2 separate regions of the Danio rerio genome follow, and region 1 is linked to region 2. Evidence: chromatin contacts called from public HiChIP or PLAC-seq data. All regions are on one chromosome and are shown on one strand. Each heading gives the region's core, a stretch centred on a gene start, on an enhancer-like site or on the middle of the called end of the contact. The rest is flanking DNA. Distances are from core to core; before and after follow the strand shown. Region 1 overlaps bcar1 (BCAR1 scaffold protein, Cas family member). Region 2 holds the start of tmem170a (transmembrane protein 170A).

Region 1 (7,404 bases), core at 3,527-6,026, 270 kb after region 2:
ATAGATAGATAGATAGATAGATAGATAGATAGATAGATAGATAGATAGATAGATAGATAGATAGATAGATAGATAGATAGATAGATAGATAGATAGATAGATAGATTAATGAAAACTTTTATTCGGCAAGAACTATTTAAATAGTTTCAAAGGCACATTCATAATGTTACAAAATATTTCCATTTTGAATTAACTCTTTTGAGCTTCCTGTTCATCCTGAAAAAAACAACAACATCAAAATATCCACAGGAAATGGCAGAAACAATTTTGCCAGTTTAGTTTGCCATAGCACAACATTCCTAATAACTTGTATGGTTTCCCTTGTGAATATGATCACAGGGTTTTCTTATCATATTTTGGGTAGAATAATTCATTTGCCATATTTTGGCAGTTGATGCGTGTCATAAATATATATCAGATGTCATTGTTTATGCTCATCTCCTGTATTTTTACATTGAATTTAAATTGTATTTTAAACGATGTTTGTGATGTTATTTTATCCCGTGAAGTACTTTAAAATGTGCAATTTTCATTCGGTCTTTGACGTAATCTCAAATAGAGTTAACTTTGTAACAAAGGTTCGGCAGTGGAACCTCACCTCAATTTACCTCTTAAACCAATCACTTACTCCCTAAAACTTATTTAAGGCAGACCAGCCCTCTAGCACTGTTCTTCTCGTTCTCTCAAACCCAACCTCCCTCCCTTTATTCCTTTGCTTCCCATAAACTATCCTTATAACCCTCTCTTCCCTCCTGGGTTGAATCAGGGCGTCCAATCACTCTACCAAAATATAACAGAGATGGTACCCCCACTCTGAGTCTCTGGGCATTATCGTAGGACACCCGATCAACCTACCTATCTGTTCACTGTTTATCCTCTTACTTCCCTTCAACTTCATCCCACTGTTCCCTTACCATCTCTTTCATCCCTACAATAAAGTCTAGCTCAAAGTATGGCATGGTCCTTGTTGGTGAACTAAAACATAAAGACAGGGCAGAACATCTAGAAGCTCCTCCCCCCCCTTTTTTTTTTTTTTTTTTTTTACAAAACAGCCAATAGCATTTCATTTTGACCACAGCTCTGCCAGTGAGAATGGTTGAGCTCAAATGCATCAAATGAAAATCTAATGAGAAGCGCCTTAAAGGGGGCGAGACATGTCAGATACTAGAGAGCATTTGATTGATCAGAGAATATAAAAAGAAACTGAAGTGATGTCAAAAAAGTTTATCTGTTTAGAAGTGACAAACCGAAGACTTGGGTTGTTTATATCTTCTAAATTTGAGTTTTGTCAATGTTTTGGTGCACTCTAGCTTATAGATATCCTTAAAATTAACATACTGACATGTAACATCTAAAAGAATTTTTTTAATAAGGCCTTTAAGAGCTTAAGAGCAACTTACAAGACAATTCTAGCATCTACTGTCCTAGAACCCTTAAACATTACTGTGTATTCCAGTGACATAAATCACAGAAGCAATTATAGCAGTGTAGTTTGCCACATCATAACATTCCTAATAACATAACAAAAGCTTCTATCATATTCACATCAGCCTGACCACCGAGCCACTGTAGAGGTAGCAGACTGAAAGAGAGCGATTGTAGGTGAAGGTGGAGGTCAGCGTCTCTGCAGAACTGCTGATTTCCTCCAGCTGTTGCTGTCTGAGGTCGTGCTCCTGTAATCTCTCCACATCAGTGTGAATGTGTCCCCTATTGAGTGTACCTGTGCTCCTTTTGACCCCCATTCATCCAAGTGCCTCGATTCCAAATCTGCTCTAACATGCACAAAAAAATAAGGGAAGTAAAAAATGGTTCAAAGTTTCTATGAGGTAGAGAAAAACCAAGGGCTCTGAAAAACAAATCAATAAAATGGGCAGAAACATAATTCAATTCAAGCCGGATCTACTTCTTGTCATGTATTTATGTCTTAAATTTAAATATGTGTGTCTTTTTTTGACCCTGTACTCTCTCTGTGCCACAGGTTTATGATACTCCTCCTATGGCAATGAAAGGCCCACCCAGTGGTCAGGAAATCTACGACACTCCACCTAGTGTGGATAAGAGCCAGCTGCACTACCAACAAACGGTACCCATCCATCTTTTTCATATTTATCTTATTTGCATATTTGATCTGCACATTAATGGGTGCTTAAGAGATCTGAATTGCCTGAAACAAAATGCCACAAGTCTCTAATACATGCAGAAAGGATTGTGTAAGTGATTGCTACTTTTAGCCAGACTTGGCAACTGTATTACTGTTGACCGCCAGCTTCAAACACATGCTGCCCCTCCTAAACTCTACCCACTAATGACATCTCAGCCAATCTGACGACAGCAAATCATACAGCGTTAAATGATTCACAAGCAGAAATATTTTCTGATTGGCTAGTCAGTCAAACACAACACCTGTTTCATTTATATCTAGGAAGAATAATGTCAGCCCCCTCCCCCAACACAGCATCCAAAAGAAACAACAACCTTGCAGCACTATCAAATAGTGTTTAATTTTTTTAACAGTTCTAGACTGAACAAAATGATGTGAAACAAATTTCACTCATAAATTGCTAGTGTGTTTTACATCAAGTAGCATATTTAAGATTGAACGTGTATTCCTTGCACAAAAAATCTGAAATTGTACACACAGTCACATTGATTCATACCACATTTAGGTAGCGTGTTTGATTTGCAATATACTGGCAGTTAACACTGAGCATATGTTAGATATTTAATTGTTCATGCACATTTCCTGTTTAGTGGTCCCTTATTAATCGTGAGAGTTACGTTCTAAAAATAACCCGCAATAGGGGAAATCCGTAAAGTAGTCAGCTTTATGTTTTACATTTTAGATGTTTTAAGGCTCTAAAACCCCTCACTACACACTTTATACACTTTTCTAAGAGAGGCATTAACATTTTCACACTTATTTCTCTTGTTTAAAAACGCAAAGTTCAAACCTTCGTCCAGTACTATAGAATAAATCCAACTGCAGTAACTGATCCACAAAACTAAAGCAGACTCCTTACGGTGGTCTTGTTGTGGACAGTTACAACCCTTTTGCATCCTTGTTGAACTTTATTTCTGCTGTCGTCCATATGTTACTTTTTTCCTTCTTTATGTTACTTCATTTATTCCGTAATGGCGCCTTACAGCCGCATAACTTCTATCCTTGTTTTAGCATGTCCAGAAGTCCAACTTTTAGTTCGATGGTTAGCATCTTCCTTTTGAGTGCCTTTGATGGTGCTGAATGTTTCGTCAACATTTGTGGGGTTTGTTGGGGAGAAATACTCCAAACATACAGTACAGCACTTAAGAGTCACACTGCTAGTGATCAAAGATTTATGTACATTTGGCAAGCTGAACGCATTCTTTACTGTACAGGAGACACGGCATGGAGAAGATTGATTGACAATGGTCTAAATACATCTGTCATAGGGTGCAGAACACAATGCACCAATCAGGACGCAGAACACACTGAAAACATCAGTGAAACTACAAGGCTGCGAAAATGTGAACCGCATCATAGCGAGGGACCACTGTATTTTTACATTAATTAATGCTTGCTAACATCTAATGCTTGAAATAATATTTAACTGTTGCATAATTGAAGTTTTAAAGATCAACTCTTTGGCAAATCTCAAATGCAATCCGTTTGTTCATTTATATATGTTTTTATATTATAAGGGTGTAACACCTAAATTCCCTTGAAACCTTTAAAATGGCTTACACTCAACTTATATGAACCAAAAATGTAACAATCAGATCACTAATGACTTCAGTTATGATTATAGGAGGCTTGTTTTGGTAAACACATTATTTCTTTTTACAGGTATATGACATTCCTCCATCTGTCAGCAAAGACGTTCCAGATGGTCCAATCAGGGAGGAAACGTACGACGTTCCTCCTCATTTTGCCAAGATGAAGAGCCTGGAGAATCAGAACCAAGCCTATCTGTCTCAGATCCCTGGCGGTCCCGAGCCTCCCATACCAGAGGATGTCTATGATGTTCCTCCTCCTCAGCTAATAGGAAAACGACAGCCTGAGGGCCAGGAGATCTACGACATCCCTGCCAGCCTGCGAAAAGGTGGCCCACAGGACCACCACCCCACAGATGTGTACGACTTCCCTCGTGAGCGCCCAGCAGGCGAAGATTCAGGCGATTACGTGTATGATGTGCCTCCACAGGTGGTCCGTGATGCAGCGGCCACCGAGGAGCTCACGGTCAGCTTCAAACGGCTGTCAGCGTCCAGCACTGGAAGCACTCGCAGTAATCTCTCCACGTCCTCTTTAGACATGGTGCCAGTGCGGGAATCTTCTGGGCCAGGTCGCTTGCTGCTCCTGGATCTGGACCAGGCTATGGAGCGTCTGTCCCGTCATCAACAGGCTGTGGAGAGCTCCGTTTCTCTCCTCATGTCGTTCATCAGTGGAAACTGGCGCAGCTCCACTCAGATGGAGTCCAACCTCCCTGCCATCCGACAGGCCGTGGACCGCATCCGTGTGGCAGTCAGGGACCTGCTGGAATTCGCTAGAGGTGCTGTAGCCAATGCCACCCAGGCCACCGACCGCACACTGCAGACCAAGCTTGGCAAGCAGGTGCAGAAGATGGAGGAGGCCTTCCAAGGTCTGGTGAGGTACAGTCAGGCACTGGACACTTTGGGCTGGTCCCCTGCAGCCCTGATGACATCTCAGCCAGGCACAGGTGGGGATGACCTGGACCGGCTGATCATGTGTGCACGTGGTGTACCTGATGACACCAAGCAGTTAGCATCGTTTCTCCATGGCAATGCCTCTTTGCTCTTCAAACGGACAAACAAGCAGCAGCAGCTTCCTTTGCCACCTGTTCCTCATACCGGTGACTCGCTGACCAATAATAACAACATCTCAGCCTATCAGTCAGGGACACCAGAAAGGGCCAACATCCAGTCCCGTCCATTACCCTCCCCTCCCAAATTCTCAGCCGAGGAGGAGGCTCCAGATAGGCCGTATGAGACAACAGAGGAGGGTTGGATGGAGGACTACGACTATGTCCATTTACAGGTATGCTAAATACAAAAATCTTCAGATTGGTTTTCTAGTTGTATGTTCTCATTGGTCTGCATGCCATCCTTATATGGGCTCTGCCTGTAATCCCCACTGTGTCAAGCCTCAGGCCTTTAATCAATCACCTTGATTGCATGTGCAGACCTGCTTTTCCTTAAAGCCCACATACATCTTCCTTTAGCACCAGCTGTTGCCTGTCATTGTGTCAAAACTTCCACGGAAACTGTGCAGATAAATGACCACAGTTTAGTCATAGGGGCATTTTTTAGTCTTTCAGGCTTTCTGTGTAACTGATATTTTCCTTTAAAAAAAAAAAAAAAACTTATTTATTTTATATGCTCAAGGCAGATTACTTCATCACCTAAAACATTTATTTTTTATTGATTTTTGTTTCATTTGAAACCTCCACTTGGGTTAAAAATCAGAGGAGGTATGTTTAATTAAGAGTCTGACTTCTGTAATCTTTTCAACAGCCAAAAATGGCTGTGTTGAGTTTCACTGTAATGTTATGCTGCCCCCCTGTGGAGTGAAAAGAAGCGTTTCAGCACACACTGTGAAAAATATGGTGGAAACATTCCAGTTGTGACTAATAGTGAAGGTTTATCTTTTTAATATGAATCAGTGCACAGATAATTAACAAAAACCTTTGCTCGTTTGATAGAAAACAAATTGTGGCCTACCTTTTTGGATTTAAAAAGCTTTACAATTAGTCGACCCAGTATCCATTCATTCATAAAGTAATTTTTTTTTTCTATTTTAGGGTAAAGAAGAGTTTGAGAAGAACCAAAGACAGCTGTTGGAAAAAGGGAGCATCAAACAAAATAAGACTCAGCTTGAACAGCAACAGGTATGCGAGACTATAACACCTTTTATGTTATAATAATACACAACATCATTTTTCATAACGTTAGGACATTCCATTTTTAATCACTTAAACTATATTAGAACATGATTAATTGAAACGTAAATGCCCATAAATATGCCAAGGGGTATAAATACAGCTGATTTAGAGTTTAATGAAAAAATAACATATTTAATGATGCTCACTTGTTAAGCCACTTAAATTTTACATTATACTAATTTTTAAAAACCTTATGCTAATTTTGCTAAGCTTTGACTTATTATTACTACACTGTAAAATTTATATGATCAATTAGTCCTGACAGCATGTTTTAGGTTATTGTAAAATATTAAACTTATTAAAAAGTTTAAAAGTTAAAAAGCTGTTTTAAGTCAGTTTAACATAATAGTTCAATGGACTCAAAAGGCTCATTTGATTCAGCTTAAAAATTTAAGGCAACCAGGATTTTTTACACTGTTTTGTTTGAATTTAAATATACTTTTTTTGTATGTATACATGTAATTTATTTACAGCGTTGGGCAAGCTGCTTGAAAATTGTAGTGACCTAAGCTATTAGCCACTCTCCCTAAAATGTAGCTTAACTACACGAAAAGCTACCGCCTGGGAAATGGCACAAACTAAGCTAAAAGCTACTTGGCAAAAGTAGATTAACTACATCTAAGCTATTTTTGCAATTTTAATTTTTAAATCGAAGCAACTTAAATCTAAGTCAGTCATACCTCAGTGATTAATAAAACTATCAATGAAACATGAGGCATAATTGTTTAATTCAGTTATTTACTGCAAACTATATTATGTACCAAACAGAAACAAAGTATTAGACCAAAAACAAAAAAATCCAATAAAACTAGGTGTTACACATTTATAATACTACATTATTTATAGTAAAGGGAAATATTTAGGAATATGCATTATATTGTATTTATATTTTTTTATATATATATATATATATATATATATATATATATATATATATATATATATATATATATATATATATATATATATATATAACTATTTATTAATGAATTGCAAAAACATATATACATAATGTTATATTATATGTTTAATAAAAAAGTACCACAATAATTAAAAAATAAAAAGTTAAATAAAAACTACCACAAAAATTTTATTTGAGTACTTCACTGTTTAGTTCAAAAACATTATAGTACTTAATATTACTGAAGTATTTTTAAGCACAGCATCAGAATTAACATTATTGCATCTTAACATGTACTTCTCGAGGTATGGTCACGAGGAATCCTGCTTCAGAAATAACTCCTCTCGTTGTCTTTAGCCTATTTGGTTGGTGACTTTACCATCCTGGGGGTGTTTCTAAAAACCATCGTTAGCCAACTAAGGTCGCAAGTTGTGTCGTTATACACAGTTTGTTGATTTGCCATTTCCCAAATCCATCGTTCCAACGAACCTTCGCAAACTGCGTCGCAAACTTGTATACTTGCAACTACACCTCTGGAGCTGTAGTTAGAAGCAGCTACAGCTCTTC
Region 2 (7,207 bases), core at 2,472-4,971:
ATATATATATATATATATATATATATATATATATATATATATATATATATATATAAAAACATCAACATTATTTATTTATATATCATCATGTCACATTTAAGATGTAAAGCCACGTACTAGTAAGAACGCCTCCGAACAGCGGGCCGATGATGCCCATGAGCAGGATACCGAGTGGAAAAAATCGTGCCACCTTATGCCTGCGGAGGGTTGCCAAAGCCAGGAGGGCAGCAGGCAGGTGGAAAATCAATGAGGAGACGACGGCCCACAGGAACACGCCATACCACATCTCTGTCAATGAAACACATTCAGACCTGAAGATCAGCCAACAGTCTGTCAAACTTTCCCACAGCTGAGACACAAACACATTTGTGCAGGTGTGCAGATGGATGACTAAGTTGGTGGACAGATGGCTAGAAAGATGGATGGATAGATACTAGATAACTACAGACAAAGATTGTCTGATCAATCAATAGACAGACAAAACTATAGACAGAAAGACTAATGGAAAAATCAATAGACAAAGACAAATTAAACTATCGATGATAAAAATTAACTGATTAATCATCTGGTAGAAAGACAAAATACAGATAGAATGGCAGACAGACAGACAGACATTTATAGAATTACAGACAAACATATGGACAGATAGTACTACAAAATTACAGACATAATACTGACTGATCAATCAGTTGACAAAGAACTACAGAAAAACTACACTGACAGAACTAGACAGACAGACAGACAGATGCATTTGAGCCTTTCTAAGGCTCTTTCCATACATTTTAAGACCTAATAACAACTTTTGGTTTTAACCAGTAACATTGGTGACATTATAACTAAAAGGCCATTTATTTTTACCCCTTTTTAAGATTTAAGAGAAGTCTTTTGTGTCTTCAGAATGTGTCTGTAACGTTTTAGCTTAAAACACCCATCAGATTATTTATTATAGCTTTCAGAAGTTTGTAATTTTCAGCTCTGAGAATCTTATAGCTGTTTTTGTTGTCTGTGCCTTTAATGCTAGTTCTCCCCGTCCACTGTTCCCACATGCCTGTCAAAGTGTCCCTCAATCTCTGTCTCGGCTGCATCAGATAAACAGCACGGTGACAGACATGAAGGAAGCAGGTCTCACATAACAATTGTGAAAAATACTACTGTAAGAACTATCCCAATGATTATTTGATGTAATGTAATTATCTAATGTAAATAATTTGATTACCGATGTCCATGTAAACACTGTTAATGACAACGACGAGTCACACAAAATTTAGTTTCAAAGTTCTTGTTCACACACACAGCAGACACACACACAGCACACACGTTTAACTTTGCACACAAATGTGACAGAATACACGTTAATACACTGCTGTATGAATATTCGTTATGTTAATGTGCAAAATAAATCTGATTTAAACGTCCATAAACCTGGACTGAAACGTCTTCTTAGACTTATTTTATAATTGTACTGACATGCGGCTGTGGTGATAAAGTAAAGCTGAAGTAAATCACTGTAATGAACTTGTAAAATACATTAGATGATGATTGATGATCACAGAGAGCTCAACAGATCTTTAATCCCAGTTGTGCATGTCTCGTTGATATGATTTTAGGCGTTACTACAAGACGTTAATACGCAGCTGTCAATCAGTTTGGTGGGTGGGGAAACCGCACTCTTACGTCATGTTACGGTGGGCCTTAAAATGGGAGCGATTTGGATCCTATTTGTGGACATAACATAACTACACATAGTTGGTATATTTTCATCATAGGTGCCTTTGAAAGTATATTTACTCGATATTGATTGTTAGAAAGCACAACTAACAATCGTAGCTTGTGACAACTCCTTATCGACACAACATAATTCTAAATAATTGGAAACAATGCACAAAATAATTATTTGAGTTACTACCCCTCTGTAAGCTTTATTAGGAAGAGAAATAGAAAAGAATACTTACACAAATAGACAAAACAAATATGAATAAACTTTCATAACTTTTTTCTATAAACTATACAGAATGTCATTAGCCTACACAGTAATTTAATTTATGCAACCTTTTAGCTTATACATAAACATGTATAATGAAAAGATGAAATAAAATTTAACTTTGGAACATAACATTAAAGATTTATTAATACTTTTTAAGGGCCTTGATTTTCTCTAAACCGATTTACCAACTTTAGACCCCATAAACACCCTGATCCTGTAGATAGATAGATAAACAACTGATCAATCAATGGATAGAAATAGATATAATATAGACAGACAGACAGATAAATAAACACTGGAGTAAAGTTAGTTTTATATTCGCCCATAAGGACATTCTCCTTGAGAACATAATTTCAGCAAAGTATTATTTGCACATTCTAAATAGGGATAATATATCAGCAGTCAATGACTATAGAAGTACAACTTTGTTTACAGCCAAGTGAACAGTGCTAATGTTGTTTTGAAGTCATAAACAGGATTTCAGACCAAATATTTAAATTAGTGTGCAACAATATAAGGACTGTTAAAATAAACAAACGTGCTAACATAAAACCAACTTTAACCTTAATTATATGAATGATGAATCAATTGATAGATAGAAAGACAGAGATAGATGGGATATTCTAACAGAAACGGATATTTTCTCTTATAAGAAATGTGACAGGGCCCGACCTTTAAGCTTGTCATCCTCAAAAAAATCATCCAAAAACATAAAATCATACAATTCAATGATAGAATGTATTGTTGATCATTGTCAGCTTCACCTCCATCAAATGATGTCAATTCAGTCACAGCCTTAAAGGTGTATTGCACGCATTTTATGTTAAATGTAATGCAAATGTGACAGGACTGATAGAAACATGGGGACAATCGTAAAAAGGTATTTATTTGTAGAATTTAATTATAATTTCATGTTTTTAATCAACTGATGGGAATGATGAAAACTTAAACTTGCTATTTCTGAAGTTCTTTTTTAAAATACATTTTAAATTTACAGCACAACAAGGGTTTCAGGGACACATAATCTACGTTTCTGGTAAGTTAGAATGTCCCACATATAAAGCCGACAGAACAACACATACAGAACGACGATTTGAACAAGACACACCAACAAAACTACAGACAGATCCCACCAATGTCACCACCATTACAACAAACACAAGAATCCAAATAAACGTATAACTAGGCGGTCAAGCTAACACATTAGCATTAGATGCTAACAGATCTCCAGTCTGAAAGCTGAATGTCGGCTTCGGTGTAATGGAGAACATACACAACAGCAAAAGAGTTTCAGCAGCATAAATATGAGCCGGTCGATGCTGATGTGTGCTGTCGGCGGTGGCGTTAAAACTCACCCGAGAAGTCGCACAGAGAGGTGTTGTTCCCGCAGGTGGTGTTATTAGACCTGGGCACCAAATTCAAACTGAGGATCTGCTTGACGAATCCAATCTGCACGTCCTGCATTTCTCCAACGATCAACGCTTCGATCATCCGTAACAGAAGTATCAAAGCCGAATAACAGCATTAGAAAGGGAAGGTGGGCTTTAGCGGAGCGTTTGTTTTTAGCACAGATGCTCGTCCATCTGCAAGAAGCTCGTTTCAAACCGCAAAAGCCGATGACTGTGCGGATTTGCTGTCATTTAGCTAAAAGCACTATTAATCTACAGACGATCTGCAACACCGATCAAAAATCGATATGAATGATGGTTTTATCCACCACTACTGTTGTTGGTTTGAGATTATCTCGCTGTCACCTGCGATTTGCTACGGGCTTGTGGGCGGGACTTGAAGGGTTTGTGTGGTATGTCCCTGAACGGTTGCCGTAATACTGGACTTAAAAATCATATGGATGGATTTGTTTCTGTGTTCCTCAAGGATTTTTTTGATGTTTTATTTTTTTTTTATTTTATTTACTCTTTTGTTATTTGTAAATTATTATTATTATTATTATTATTATTATATTTTAATAATTATCTATTATATTAATACTCTATTATTATATTTTATATTAATAATTATATATTACATTAATACTTTACTAATATAACGATGGCCATAATAACCCCTATTATTATTATTATTATTATTATTATTTCATTTTAATAATTATATTTTATATTAATAATTTACTAGTATAACAATAGCCATAATAATCCCTATTGTTATTATTATTATTTTATTTCAATAATTACATATTATATATTTTAAAAATTATATATTATATTAAAACTTTCCTAATATAACAATGGGTGACGCGGTGACATAGTAGGTAGTGCTGTCGCTTCACAGCAATAAGGTCGCTGGTTCGATCCTCGGCTGGGTCAGTTGCCGTTTCTGTGTGGAGTTTGCATGTTCTCCCTCCGTTCGCGTCGGTTTCTTCCAGGTGCTCCAGTTTCCCCAACAGTCTAAAGACATTTGGTACAGGTGAATTGGGTAGGCTAAATTGTCCCTAGTGTATGTGTGTGAATGAGTGTGTGTGTGTGGATGTTTCCCAGAAATGGTTTGCGGCTGGAAGGGCATCCGCTGCATAAAAACGTACTAGATAAGTTGGCGGTTCATTCCACTGTGGTGACCCTGAATTAATAAAGTGACTTAGCCGAATAGAAAATGAATGAATAATATAACAATGGTCATAACAATCCTTATTATTGATAATTTTATTTTAATAATTATATATTATATTTTAATAACTATATATTATATTAATTCTTTACTAATATAACAATGGTCATAATAATCCCTATTATTATTATTATTGTTGTTGTTGTATTTTTGTCCGTTTTAGAACATGATTTGAACGTTTTTTTAAGATATAAATAATTTGTAACAGAATATATTGGTGTATTTATAGATTTTTAATTATTATTTTTTGTATACTCTGTGCTGTTATTATTGCTAACCTTAAGAATATATTTACCTTTAATTACATAATTAGAAATATTATAAACATTAAAAAGTTTAATACAACAGAATACAATCAAAACAACCTATAATATATATTGTGGTTCGTTATCTTTAGATTAATTACACAATATACAATGCTTTACTACCGTTTGGTTGAATATTTGTTGATATTGTTGTTGTTAAAAAACATTTTCTAAATATTGTGTCTTTAATTTTAGCTCAAGGACTTGAAGATGAAAGAAACGACGAGCCTGGAGGCTGACGATGAGCCGTTGAGTCGCTCTTTTAGCGATCGGATGAAGCTAGCAAGCTAACATGCTGGGCTTTTAGTAAAGCAACCACACGTTTGTTCAAAGCTAGCTGGTTAGCCCCAGTGTTTCTTGCAAGTATTTTTTGGAGTTTTTCTCTGATTTAGCAGCTAATTCTACAGCGCACTGCACGTACGACACAAGAATGAATTATTCAGATTACGACTCGGATGGTTATTCATCAAACGAAGATGAAGACTATGTCCCTTCAGGTAACGATAAGATGTTTAGCATGAAATTAGCATGGTTGTATATATATATATGAAAGAGTAGTGATGTAGCTAAGCTAACTCGACTGTTCTTTGTATATGTATACCTATACTGTCCCCCTGTTTACATCGTTTTTATTTAATATGCAGGCACAAATAAATAAAACGAATACATTGATAATGCTCATACTTTGCTTTCATTTATAAATAATTATCTAGAAAATCATACATCTGTTTACATACATTGTGTGTGAGATATTCATATCCCTCTTTGAAGACCCCTGCATTATAATGTTTTCATATTTAAGTAACTATTAATACGTTAGTTTTTGAAAGATGTTCACCTGGCAGTAAGAGTGATGACAAAGATGTAAACAATCATACATGCTGTTGGGCAACTGTCTTAATCTTCATAATAATTACAAACTGGTACTAAGAAGGAAAAAATACTCATTTTTAACTATGGAAAATATTAGAAAGATTTTAACTAACAGTATATAGAGAAATGAAGGTCAATGGAGTTGGAAATCTGCTACTTCATATTGTACTGCTCCCAAGAGTTGTAAATATACTTTAATCTTGAGTTATTGAAAGGGACGTTTGGCATTTTTCATATTATTTTTAAATATTATATTACATATATTATACATTGTCCTTTCAAATGTCTATGCTGCAGTAAATACTATGTTTGCATGTTTGTTTTGTCTCATTGTCGTGATTTTATTTACATTTATTTCATTTTTTTCTTTGATCAGATGATAACTTGAGTGAGGATGACATTAATGATTGTGTAAAGGAGGATGCGCTGGAAGGGGAGGATCACGACCGGCAGACGCCGGAAAATTTAACAAAGAAAAAGAAGAAAAGTAAAGCAGATGTCCATATGAGGTAGGGCTGCCCGATTTGGAGAAAGAAAATCTATTTGCGATTTATCTAATCAAAATTGTGATTTGCAATTTACTGTAATTTTATAAAGGAGCTGCAGGTTTGATGTGGTGGTTTTATCGGCACCAACCAAGCATATTCACAAAGTACGCTACACTATGCTACTGTATATTTAAAACCATTCATGACAAATTAAGATAATAACTACATTATTTTTAATTAAATTAAATAAATTATATTTATAATCTAATTTAAATCCTTAACATTTAGATTGTGTTACATTTTTCTTCATATCAATTTCATGAGCATTTATAGCAAATAAACTAATGTAAATTTTATCTTTTTTGCTTTTGGAGAGCAGCCCATGTTCTCTTGTTATTAATATTTTAATAAACTTTATTAGGTAAACTGTCCGTGATATGAACAAAAGCAAGTGATGCATCAAAGTATTATAAATATAATGAAGTTTTATAAATTAATAATAAAATCTTAAATAATAGGCCTATAGGTAAATAATAATTATACGATGTAGTTCTATGTTCTATGTCTCTCTCGCCATAGTAATAATTGAAATAATCGTAGCTTTTGCGATGTGAAATTACACCTTTTCAAATCGAGATATCGGTTTTAAATTTATTAATTTGTGCAGGTGTAATATGAGGTATAGATGATTTTACTGACATTTACTTTAAACCCACTTGTAGGAATAGTTCACCTTAAAAATGTAAATGTACTTACAATTTACTTAACTCAAGTGGTTCCAAACATCTTAAGGGGCTTTTTTTTGTTGTTAAACACACAAAAAAATTTAATAATGCTGAAAACCGCTAGCCATTGACATACAGTGTAGGAAAAAATATTATGGAAGTCAGCGGCTGACGGTTCCAGCATTCTACAAAACGTCTTTTTTTTTTTTT

Evidence for each region. HiChIP or PLAC-seq counts read pairs in DNA pulled down with a chosen protein or histone mark.
Region 1: an H3K4me3 HiChIP or PLAC-seq map of pancreas shows a contact between it and region 2, with 10 times the contacts expected there. The contact joins the enhancer-like site here to the promoter of tmem170a in region 2. A contact is called at or near these places in 8 of 18 Hi-C or Micro-C datasets (caudal fin, embryo, hematopoietic stem cells and 2 more) and 4 of 4 datasets of contacts at active chromatin or transcription factors (caudal fin, embryo, gastrula embryo and 1 more).

Annotation. Positions count from the first base shown.
Region 1 is chr18:24,067,260-24,074,663 of GRCz12tu, forward strand. bcar1 (BCAR1 scaffold protein, Cas family member) reads left to right here. Exons shown (of 7, transcript NM_001135133.2): 4 at 1,979-2,083; 5 at 3,824-5,032; 6 at 5,796-5,882. Among named protein-coding and RNA genes, the nearest start is that of nudt21, 56 kb to the right of the region's middle. Within about 2 kb of position 4,777, at least 4 of the 62 cell types and tissues checked have an H3K27ac peak or open chromatin away from gene starts, as enhancers often do. A contact at or near this core is called in pancreas and skeletal muscle, where this site is marked.
Region 2 is chr18:23,801,453-23,808,659 of GRCz12tu, forward strand. tmem170a (transmembrane protein 170A) reads right to left here and starts at 3,722. Exons shown (of 3, transcript NM_200689.2): 1 at 3,340-3,722; 2 at 118-288. The coding sequence starts at 3,475. cfdp1 (craniofacial development protein 1) reads left to right here and starts at 5,202. Exons shown (of 7, transcript NM_001100035.1): 1 at 5,202-5,408; 2 at 6,161-6,293. The coding sequence starts at 5,342.